2 separate regions of the Sus scrofa genome follow, and region 1 is linked to region 2. A link is a contact called in public Hi-C data. All regions are on one chromosome and are shown on one strand. The core of a region is the stretch at or near the end of the contact, and the rest is flanking DNA. Distances in the headings are between cores, read along the strand shown.

What was found. A called contact is a pair of places that touch in the nucleus more often than the background predicts.
Region 1: a Hi-C map of epiblast stem cells shows a contact between it and region 2, with 1.7 times the contacts expected there. The contact joins the promoter of TRIP6 here to the enhancer-like site in region 2. A contact is called at or near these places in 1 of 5 promoter capture datasets (liver), 14 of 47 Hi-C or Micro-C datasets (alveolar macrophages, embryonic fibroblasts, epiblast stem cells and 6 more) and 2 of 2 datasets of contacts at active chromatin or transcription factors (alveolar macrophages and skeletal muscle).

The regions. Positions count from the first base shown.
Region 1 is chr3:8,709,008-8,714,538 of Sscrofa11.1, reverse strand. It overlaps TRIP6 (thyroid receptor-interacting protein 6), which reads right to left and starts at 1,318. Exons shown (of 9, transcript XM_003354478.4): 1 at 1,051-1,318; 2 at 631-758; 3 at 413-538; 4 at 1-125. The coding sequence starts at 1,159. SLC12A9 (solute carrier family 12 member 9) reads right to left here. Exons shown (of 14, transcript XM_003354477.4): 13 at 5,376-5,522; 14 at 1,635-2,897. The coding sequence ends at 2,008.
Region 2 is chr3:8,665,222-8,670,680 of Sscrofa11.1, reverse strand. It overlaps ZAN (zonadhesin), which reads right to left. Exons shown (of 41, transcript NM_214383.1): 33 at 5,445-5,459; 34 at 4,982-5,155; 35 at 4,614-4,753; 36 at 4,069-4,268; 37 at 3,827-3,965; 38 at 3,353-3,493; 39 at 2,110-2,212; 40 at 1,966-2,018; 41 at 1,800-1,881. The coding sequence ends at 1,847. Among named protein-coding and RNA genes, the nearest start is that of EPHB4, 22 kb to the left of the region's middle. Within about 2 kb of position 1,355, at least 14 of the 83 cell types and tissues checked have an H3K27ac peak or open chromatin away from gene starts, as enhancers often do. A contact at or near this core is called in alveolar macrophages, epiblast stem cells and retroperitoneal adipose tissue, where this site is marked.

The DNA.
Region 1 (5,531 bases), core at 69-2,568, 44 kb before region 2:
TAGGAGGCCGGCGTGGGGCCGCCATAGGAGGCCGCTGGGAGTGGTGTGGGAGGAACACTCCCTCCATTCGGCTTCAGGGAGCCAGGGCCTGAGCGGTAGGCAGGGAGCTGATGGGGCTCATAAGCCTGGAGAGAAGCACAGACCAGAAGGCATGAGCTGGGCCCAATCCAGAACACACATCTGTGGAACCCCTGAACCCTGTGTCTGTGGCACCCAGGTAAGCACTGGTTTTGACAAGGGCCCGTCCTTGAGTGGCTGGCAACCTAGTACGTTTTGGTGGCCCAGCTTCCTCCTCGCTGGTGGGTGCATCCCCCATGTGGAGGGAGAAGAGGAGTGAGAATACAGAGCAGGAACCAGGTTGCGGGGGAGGGGTGGGGGACAAGGACAGGGAGGGACAGGAGCGGGGAGTCACCTGCCGGTCAGGCCGCCGTGGGGCGTGACCCCGACCCCCGTCCAACTCAGCCAACATGCTGGTCAGGGAATCTATCTCAGCATCCAGACTTCCTGGGCGCAAGGCCCCCCTGTCCGGGGGGAGCCCCTGGAGATAGAGCAAAAGCAGGGAGAATGCAACTCATATGGCCTCTTCTCCTGCCCTAAGTCCCCCCCACACCCCCTAATCGCGGTGCTCACCTGTGAGCGTTGGGGTGCTCCATGGCACCCCACCCAGGCCAGGCCCGGATCCTCCGGTCCCCCAGGGGCCTGGTAACACTGCTCAGATGGGAGGGGGCAAAAATTGACCCTGGGGTGGGACTGGAGTGCTGGGGTGAGGGAAGAGAGAGCCAAGGTGGGGATGGGGAAGGAGAGGAGGGTGACACTTGTGGAGGCCACCGGTCTTGGGTCCCTCTTCACCCCTCTCCCCCCGCATCTGGGGTCCGAGAATGGGGCAGGAGGCAGTGAGGGCTGGGAGAGGGCGAGGGCGGGGGCGCGGCGGGTTCCAGCCGGGCTTGGGGAAGGGGCGACAGGGGCAGGCTCAGCGGGAGGCAAGAGCAGCAGGGCAGAGTTGAGTGTTGGTGGCCCGGTGGCCTCCGCACCGCACTGGGGCTGCCTTACCTGCTCCGTGGGCTGGCGGCGGCCCGGAGGCGCCTCGGGGGAGCGCTCTCCCCTGAGGGGCTCTGGCGGGCTCCGGCTGCTTCGGGGGGAGCCAGGTGGGCCCGGACATGGTCTGGAATGGGGGACTCCAGACAGCGGTCAGGGCCCCACGGAGCCCAGGGCTCTGACTTTGACCCCTTCTTCCCCCCGACACCTCGCTTGGGACTCCAGGACAGAAACTTTTTCTGGCTTTTTTTTTTCCCCTTCCTCCCCAATTTTGGGGACGGCCACGCCCCCGATGACGTCATCGCATTCCTGGGGGAGGGTCACGTGGCCCCCTAGGCCCTAAACTGCCGTCCCTCCCCTAGTCGGCCCCCTCCTGCGAGCCGGGGCGGCTTTCCTCCAGAGCGTGGGCCCGGGGGGTGGGGGTGGGAGGCTCAGGCAGCCTCCTTTAACACGGGGCTCTTGTGCCCCAAGTCCGCACGTGGCCCCCTTGCGCTGGGATGCTCCAGTGCCCCTCCCCGCATACAGATTCGTCCCGCATTCTGTCCCCCCTACCGGCTCCCTCCAGAAACGCTCGGCCAGCACCTAGTGTTTTGGTCTTTTATTCACATTCAGCAGTTAGAAAAATAAAACGGAACAAAAACATCACAACCTCAAGGGTGAGGAGTCTACTGGGCAAGGGGCGGGGAGACTGAGGTAGCCTAGAGTCACAAGCGGAGACCCAGCCCCGTCAAGGCACCAGTGAAGGGAGGGAGGCCAGCGTGGGGGAGGGCTGCTGACTTCTCGCCAGTGGTGGCCGCCGGCTCAGCTGCCCTGGGCACAGCGAGGACCCTCTCCCAAAGACCAGGTTCCCCTAATACCTCCACCAGGGTCCGAGTCCCAAGTACAAGGAGGGCAAGAGGCAGCACCTCCCCTCCTCAACCCGCCAAGCAAAGTGGGCCACTCGACCTGGACACTCTCTACTAGGAACCGGCATCAGAGATCAGTGCAAGTGACAGGGGTGATGCCATGAATGAGCAGCGTGGGGCCCAGGTCATGGCTCAGAATTTCCAGCAGCGCCAGGTAGCGAGGGTAGCGAGAGGGATCAGCAGGCGGCCGAGGCAGGTACAAGAACGTGAGGGCGGTGGTGGGCCCTTCCTCGCCATCCCCACCCTCAGGCCCACCAGGCCCTCCTCCTCTGCCGCGCCCCTGCTGGGCCCGAACCAGGGCGTTGGCGCTGCGTGCCAGGGCCTCTGCCTCTGCGTCTCCGCGCCTGCCATTCACAAAGTCCCCCTCCTCCTCCTCCTCAGGCTCCTCGGACCCAGCCCCCTCACCCCACACAACCTCCTGCACCTCTGCCCGGATCCTCAGCTGGCTCAGCAGTGCCCGGAGCCGCCCCTCGGCTGCCCCTGGGGCCTCCCGAGGCCCCAGGCACAAGAAGATCCGGAGGCGGGCAGTGTGCCAAGCAGGCACCATGCCCAAGATGGTGGCCATCTGCAGCAGGAAGAGGCCGCAGACGTCCACGTAGCCAGGTCCACCCCGGGGCCGCAGCAGGTTGAGGGGCCACACGTCCACATGATGTGGCTGAGAGGTACCCCCGGAACCCCGGCTCAGTCGCTCAGGGGGCAGGGCCCCACAAGCCCGGGCAAGAACCACATTCTTATTCATCTTCAGGGCGTCTGCCACAGTGGCCACATAGTCCTGGGGACTGAGAGCCCGGGGGCTCCCAGGAGCCCGGGGTGGAGGGAACAGGGTGCTCAGGGCTGGGGACCCGCCCTCCTGGGTGGCATCAGCAGGCTCAGAGAAAGCTGGATCTGTCAGGAAGTGGTCCTGGGGCGCAGCATCATCGTAGAAACCCAGGACCAGTGTGTTGGGCTTCATGCCACCTGGGGGCAGAGAGGGATAGGCAGGAAGGAGCCCCAAGGAATCAGTCACAGGCTGAGTTCACACCATACTAACAGGCACCCACTCCCACCCTCTGGCAGCGACGTGTCAGCCAGCAGGTATGACATTTGCACAGTGCTTGGCCTCTTAAGGCAACATTATGCACATTTGCGTAATGACTTTGAGTTTTCCCAAACACTTTCACAGGCATTTATCTTCATGACTAATCTCCCCCACTTAAATTGACAGAGTTCGCCTTAGGATTCTTTTAACTAAGGAGCACTTCCAGGCGTCATGAGGCAGTAGGATGCATTTCACTCCAGGCTTTAAGCTGCACACCTTTTTTGTGATGGGAGATGAGAGTCTGACTCCACCGGACAGAAGGGACCCCCTGATTAGTCAAGCTCATGGCCTAGATCCCCAGGGAGACAGCGCTCAGACCCTGCTAGGGGAGGATGAAGCTCGGCACTGGGGCTGCACGATCTGTTTCTATGATAGAAAAGCCCTAATGATGACGTGTCCAAAGCACGGTCCCCTGAGAGCAAACCTCTGCATGCTAATCGGGGGCCCCATCCTGTAGAAAACATTTTGTGTTTTAACTCATCTGATCCTTGAAACAACGCTATGAGGTAGGGACTATTACTCACTCCCCTTTATGGATAAGGCACCTGAGCCCCAGAGCGGTGAGGTCACTTGCCCAAAGGCTCACAGCTGGCAGACACTGGGCCCAGCAGGTGAACACTACAGTGCCCAGCACCAGAGCCCATTCTCTGAGCCTCTAAGCCAGTTGTGCACCAACCACAATGCCTCACGTCCCTCTGAACAAACAGTGTGGAATCAGCTAATGCCCCTGTAACCAGACTGAGTCTATAGGAAGGCTCAGACCTTTTCTAACACCCCATTTTTTTTTTTTTAATTTAGGGCCGCATATGCGGCATATGGAAGTTCCCAGGCTAGGGGTCAAATCAGAGCTGGAGCTGCCGGTCTACACCACAGCTGCGGCAATACCAGTTCTGAGCCACATCTGCAAGGCTGGATCCTTTTTTTTTTTTTTTTTTTTTTTTTTGTCTTTTTTTAGGGCTGCACTCGCAACATATGGATGTTCCCAGGCTAGGGATTGAATCTGGGCTGTAGCTGTTGGCCTGCCCCACAGCCACAGCAACTTGGGATCCGAGCCACATCTATGACCTACACTGCAGCTCATGACAACGCGAGATCCTTAACCCACTGAGCAGGGACAGGGCCAGGGATCAAACCTGCAACCTCACGGATACTAGTCAGGTTTGTTACCACCGAGTCATGACAGGAACTCCTCTAATACCCTTCTCATGAGACAAATGGGTTTACTCAAAAATCTACCAACAAATCAAATTGTACATACTAGGGAATTGACCAACTAAAGGAAAACTTTTTCTTTCTCTCTCTCTCTCTTTTTTTTTTTGGCGGTGCCCATAGCATGCAGAAGTTCCCTGGTCAGGTATCAAAACCAAGCCACAGTCAATGACACAGCAGTGACTACAATGGATCCTTAACCTGCTGAGCCACCAGGGGACTCCCCTTTTCCTTTTCCTGAAATCATTTTCTGCAGGATACATCACATGAAAGGAGTGGTCTCTTGGCCCAGGCTCCCCATCAAAAGGTGGATCTGAGGAGAGACCAGGCCCTCAGATATGCCAGGATCTAATAATGCTCGACAACACCCCCAAAACACTGATCTTGCAAATTAAACTAGTTACACCCCCTCCTGAGCATTTTCAAGGGTTCCCATCAACACTGAACAGGGCAAGGTCCAGCACCTGCACTTTAGCCAGATTGTAAATGGAGCAGGGAGCATGCACTGAGAGAGGGCACAGACGCCAGGCCCGGGATTGGGAAAGGAGGAGGCAGCTGAACAGGGATTCAGAGGGAGCCGGGGTGCAGGGCTGGAGGGCCCGGCATGAAGACACAGCCACAAAGCTGGGAATGGTCCACCCCACCCGAGCGCACCAGCCCCGCACCCACTCGGCATCCTCGCGTTCTTGGGGGGCCACGTTACACCACTGTCTATATCTCTGCTCCTTCTGAGGCCCAGCTGAGATACCATCTTGCAAAACCCCGGCCGGCCACATCAGTGCACAGTGGCCTTCCTTTCTCTGGCGGTTAGAAAGCATCTGCCCTAGATTTGATGGGGCCACTTCCAGCTTCAAATGTTGCTCCCATTGTCCCCATAAAGACAACATGCTCTTCAGAGCCTGTGCCCACTCCCCCCATCACGGGCCAGAAAGAAACCAAACAGTGTCACTGCATCTCTAGTCCTTAAAGCATCTCCTCGGAGACCTTATCAGACACAGCCCCTTATCTCGGAGCACCGAGTCCTATCTGCACTAGACTGTGGGTTCCTTTCGGAGTCCGCCATCTGTGGTTTACTCTCCTGGGGAAGGGAGCAGAGATTGAAAGGGGTCACGGAGGGGGCCAAGGGGACCCGGAGAGGAGCAGCTCACCAAGACCTGAGATCCTCAGCAGATGCTGAGCCCCCTGGCGCACGGAAGGCGAGAGGGTGAGGTCCACGAACGCCTTCACTTGGGCCCGGTCCACCAGGCTCAGCCATGCCCCGTACAGTGGCTGCACCGGGTCCGAGGGCAGGGAGTCTGCAGAGA
Region 2 (5,459 bases), core at 106-2,605:
AGTCAGATGAGGGAGACAGATGTAGGCCAGATGTTGACAGCTGGGGTTGGTTAGAGGCAATGGGGAGGGGCAGGGGCTGGCATGGAGGACTCGGACCCCCCACGTGTACTCATGTACACACACACACACACACAGATGCTGGGCTGGGTCTGGAGGACAATTGGTTAGAGGCAATGGGGGGGGCAGGGGCTGGCATGGAGGACTCGGACCCCCCACGTGTACTCATGTACACACACACACACACACAGATGCTGGGCTGGGTCTGGAGGACAATTCCCCCTTTCAAGATGCTGCCCAGGCAGGTTCTCCCAGTCTCTTGGGAAGGGAGGGGAAACCACCTGAGAATCCTTCCCCAACTTCTCCCTCTGGAACAGGAAGTTGAGGATGCGGTCCATCCCCCTCACAGTCTTTCTCACCATCTCTGGTTTCCTTCTTTGCTGCCAGCCTGCCCTCCTTCAAGGACACCTGCAGGGGCAGGCCTGGACCAGTTCCCTTTGTTGAGCTGCTGCAGCCTTGCCATTTCTGCATCTCAGTTGCCCCCTGCTGTTGGGCTGGGGTTGGTACAGGACCCCAAACCATAACTCCTGTCCCTCCCAGCTGAGGAGGAGGGGTCTGGGTCCTCCTAATGGAAGGAGGAGGTCTCCGAGGATGCGGCCCCAGGCCGCCTCCCTCCCCTGCCAATCAGACGTCAGGCTAGATGAGGTGACCTTAGCTGGGTAAGGGGAGGAACAGTTCAAGGGGGCAGGGCACAGATGAAGGACAGAGGCAGAGGGTCAAAGCCCAGATGAGGGGGCTCAGCGGGGGCAGGCATGCCGTTGGGAGCCTCATGATGCCCACATTTAAGCATGGCCAGCCCAGCTCCAGAAGCCCCTGAGCCTTCCTGCCACACTCAGCCCCAGAGCATAAGCTGCTCCCCTAGCTAAAGGGCAGGGGGGGCCTGGCCAGGGGCAGCCCTCTCGCCTTGGGGCCCTTTCCCCAACCACATTGGGTCTCGCTTCCTTACATGAAGGTGGCTGCTGAAGTCATCCTGGAGGGTAAGCAGAGGAAGGATTCCTTTCTATAATCAGGGTCCTACCTGTTTTGGTGTCCTGTCCCCTGGGGTCCCACATCCTGGGCTGTGGGCCCCTCCCCCGCACCCCCGCCGTTGGCAGCCTTCCTTTTCCTCTTAGAGTCCAAGCAGGGTGTCCCAGCCCCCGTCCCCCAAGCAAGGACCTGCCTGGTGGGAGGCACAAGGCACAGGAGTCAGGGTGGGAATGTTTGCACTCTGGCCTTTGGCAGAGGTGAGCTGGTCATTCCTAATAGGATGGAGCTCAAAACAACAAATCGGCCCTCAGGCCCCACCCTCAGTTACCATAGTAACCCCAAGGCCCTTTTGGTCACAGGCTGGTTCACCCTTTGGAAAAAGCCAGCTTCCCCATCCTTAGCCTCTGCCCAGCAATTCATCTCCTGGTGAGGAATATGAAACCTCTCAGGATCACCTTTCACTGCCCCTTCTGGGAGGCTCCGCGGCCACGTCCTCCAAGACCTAGAATTCCTGAGGGGAAGTCTCCTGCTGTACCCCGAAGCCAGAGTCTCTCCTGCGGTACCCCGAAGCCAGAGGGCAGACGGCCTACCCTCATGTGGCCTCGTCTAAGGGACAGACACCCCTCCCCACCTCAGACCTCCGAGCCCCTCCCCCGGGCGGCCTGTGGCTCTCCCGCCCTGGGCGCCCCCACACCAGTCTCCGTCTTGTTTCTCCCCCTAAGACCCACCTCTCAGACAGACCCTTCCTCCACCAGAATCATGTGGAAATTCACATCTCAAAAATAAATAATTTTATCTCTCCCTTTGTGTGAACACCTCAAAACTAAGCCACTTTGTAGGCCTGCTCTGGAGCACAATCTGAGGAGAAAGCGAGAAAACCTGGATTAGAGGCCGACTCACCTCCCGGTGGCCAAAGTCGTGGCCGCTGGGGCTGGCGCTCACCTGTGCCGGCCCGCTTGCCTCTGTTCTGGCTCTGCGTTCTCTCCCTAGAGGGCCTGGGGGACAGACAGCGCCAGAAGGTGGGCGCCCAACCCCAAGCCTGCTCCTCCGCCGGCCGGCCCTCCCCCTCCCCCTCCGGGACCTCACCTCCTCCTCCTCCTCCTCTTCCTGGAAACTCTGGTCACCGCCGGCACCAGGAGCACTGTGGGCATCAGCATCCCCAAGAGGATGGCCACGCGGTTGGACGCCTCTGGGGTGTGGCGAACAGAAAGAGGGATGTGGGATAGGAAGGGGTGGGGGTGACACTCCCTTCCGGTCCTTGGCTGCCACCCTGGAGGGACGGCATCCCCTAAACCCCTGGGTGGCTGGCTCTCCCTCCAGGAAGCTGCTGCTCCAGGGCTTTCAAGACCTTGGTGCCAGCCTCCTGTTTCTGGACACATGACTCCCATAAGCCATTCAGGGGGACCTTCATCCAGCAGGTCCCCTAGAGTCCAGGGTGTTAGGTCCTCTCCAAGAGCAGCCCTGGAGTCATTTCCATCCATCACCTGCGAGCTTGTGAAAAATGCAGATCTCTGGGCCCCCTCCAGACCTACCGAATCCAAATCTCTTGGGGGTAAGTCCCAGGATGAACAAGTATTATGTATTATTATTATTATTTTTTGTCTTTTTTAGGCCTGCACCTGTGGGACATGGAGGTTCCCAGGCTAGGGGTCAAATCAAAACTGTAGCCACCAGCCTACGCCACAGCCACAGCCACAGCCACGGCCACGCCAGATCCGAGCCCCATCTTCAAACTACACCACGGCTCACAGCAACACTGGATCCTTAACCCACTGAGCGAGGCCAGGGATCAAACCTGCGGCCTCACGGATCTCATCAGATTCATTTCCTCTGAGCCATGACGGGAACTCCGAAATGAACATGTTTAACAAGACACCCCTGTCCCACCCCAATCTTAGGCACAAGGATAAAACTGGAGAACTGCTGGCCCTGAGGCTCATGGGAATTAATAGTTTGCGACAGAGAAAACCAACAAAAGGTACTGGAGAGGCTTAGAGGGACACAAGCGGGAATGAGAGCAGGACGAGACATACAGATCATAAAAGTGGGGAGCTCAGGTTCAGAGACAAGATTCCAGAGTGTGTGGGTAGGAGATGGGCACGAGGACACCGCGATTCCATGAGAATCTTGGTTCTGCTAACCTTTAGTGATAATACATATATATGTGTGTGTTATATTTCATACAGGAACATATGATGTTAATATACTATTATGATCTAGAACAGATTTTATAGGTTAACATAAGGTATCATATACATGGAATAATCCTGCAGCCATTGGTGGTGGGGAAAGGGCTGTGAGGATACAGGGCCTGGGATGGAGTTCTTGCCTGGCTTTTTGGGGGATGGTACACCCCGAGGCTCCGTGCAGAGGTCTCCCCCGTAACCAAGTTCACACTCACAGGTGAAGTGGGTTCCCTGCTCCCGACACCGCCCATCATTCTGACAGGGGTTCTGTAGACATGGGCTGTCTGCAAAGAGGGAGGGGTTTGGGACGGGTTCTGAGAGGACACCCACAGGCAGGGAGAGGAGCCTGCGGGCTGGGGTGCCAGGGAAGAGAGCGGCGGCTGACAGAGGGACTGGCCTGGGGCCGCTGGCCGGGCTTCCAATCCTGGCTCTACACTCACAAGCCCCGGGCTCAGGGGAAACTGCTTACCCTCTCTGGACCCTCTCTGGTGTAAACTTCCTGACATCGATGACGTGGAGTTCCAGGCACAGCAGTGGGAGGGACTGTCCTTGGTCCAGGGTACACCCCCCCCCAGGGTCTGAGGGCAGTCTGAAGCCCAGAGGTGGTCCAGGCTCACCTCGGAAGCAGCCACGAGTGAGGTTCCCCAGGGTGCAGATCTCCCCAGGGCGGCAGCTGAGGGGCTCACACAGCAGGACCCCCGAGCTGGCACAGGTGCAGCGCTGAGAGCAGTTCTCGGTCACGAAGCTGTCACCCTGCTGGAGAGGGAGAAGGGCCGGGAGGCGGGGTCCAGTTCACCTCCCTAGTCTGACTCTCCTTTTGCGCCTCTGCTCCCCAGGGCCTCCCGCTCCCAGCCCGGACCTGGTAGTAGACGCCGTTGTTGGTGCAGCCACAGTGGGCCATGGGAAGGCTCTGGGCACCACTGTAGATGTAACCGGGGAGGCTGGCACAGCCCTCCACACACGGGCCGTCGCAGGCCCGGGGGACTGCCAGGGTGGCACAGGAGGCTGGGCAGGGTGTCATACAGCTCTGATAGACCGTGTTGGCCGGACATGGCAAGGCTGAAGGCACAGAGTCACAGTCAGAAGGTGGCTGCACTGGAGCTGGCCCCACAGGTATGGGTCACCTGACAGAGTACAGAGCTTGGGAGAGGCAGGGAAGGCAGAACAGTGGGCCACTTTGCGTGTCCTTTCATCTGTGACATTAATGCATGAAGAGAAGCAAAGATGGGCATCGGCAAGAAGGAGCGAGACAGAGTGGACAGGTGGGCAGGGAAGGGGTTCGGCCAGGAGGACAAGGGGAGAGTTTAGGGCTGGGGAAACCAAGACAGGACGCCAACATGGGGGCCGTGGTGGGGGTTCAGAGATGAGCTCAGGCCCAGCTGCTGGGGAAGGTCAGGGCCTCACCGCAGTGGGTGTGGTCCCGCCAGCCGGCCAGGGTGGCGCCCGACTCCTGGCAGATGATGGCGTACCCGCTGAGGACCTGGCAACGCAACTCCTCCTGCTCTTTGGGGCCCGGGGCAGCACAGAGATCAAACACACAGTGCCTGGGGGGATGACAGGGACCATGGGGGCTGTCAGAGACGGGGAGGCAAGGAGACCCAGCCTTGCAGAAGAGGCCCTGCAAGTCCCAGCAGGCAGCGCACATGCGTGCGTGCATATGTGTGTCACAAGGTACCGAGCTCAGAGAATTACGCCCAACAGAGAGCCCATCAGAGAACAGGCTGCAGGACCTAGAGAAAGGCCATTCCCCATGTCCTGCGTCTTCAACTTACTCCTGGAAGGGCCCTGGGGCCACAATCTGGTGACAGGCAGCAAAGGGGCCCTGAGGGTCCACCAGCACCCCACACGCCTGGGTGTGGTTGACGAGCTCCAGCTGCTCTGGGCTGCATTCTGACACATTCTGAAAGCCTGACTCTTCGTTTTTCTCTTCCTCCTCTCGAATGGCCCTGGGGCAGAGACAGTGAAGGGCCAGGTGAGGCCCACGAGGGCTGCGAATTTAGGAAGAACTGGGGAGGGGACGAAGCGGGAGGGCGTGGGCACAGACCAGGACCCACAGGGAGATGCCACATAGTCAGTGGCAGAGAAGAGAAGTGATGGGACTAGAAGAATCTAGGCCAGTGCAGGCCCTGGACCTCGGGGCTCCTCCTCTGCTGAGGACGTGGGGGTGAGAGGGGTGTGGACAGAGGCTGGGCTGCCGCTCATCCCTCCCCCTGCGCAGAGCCCCAGTCCTCTCACCTTGAGAAGCGGGGG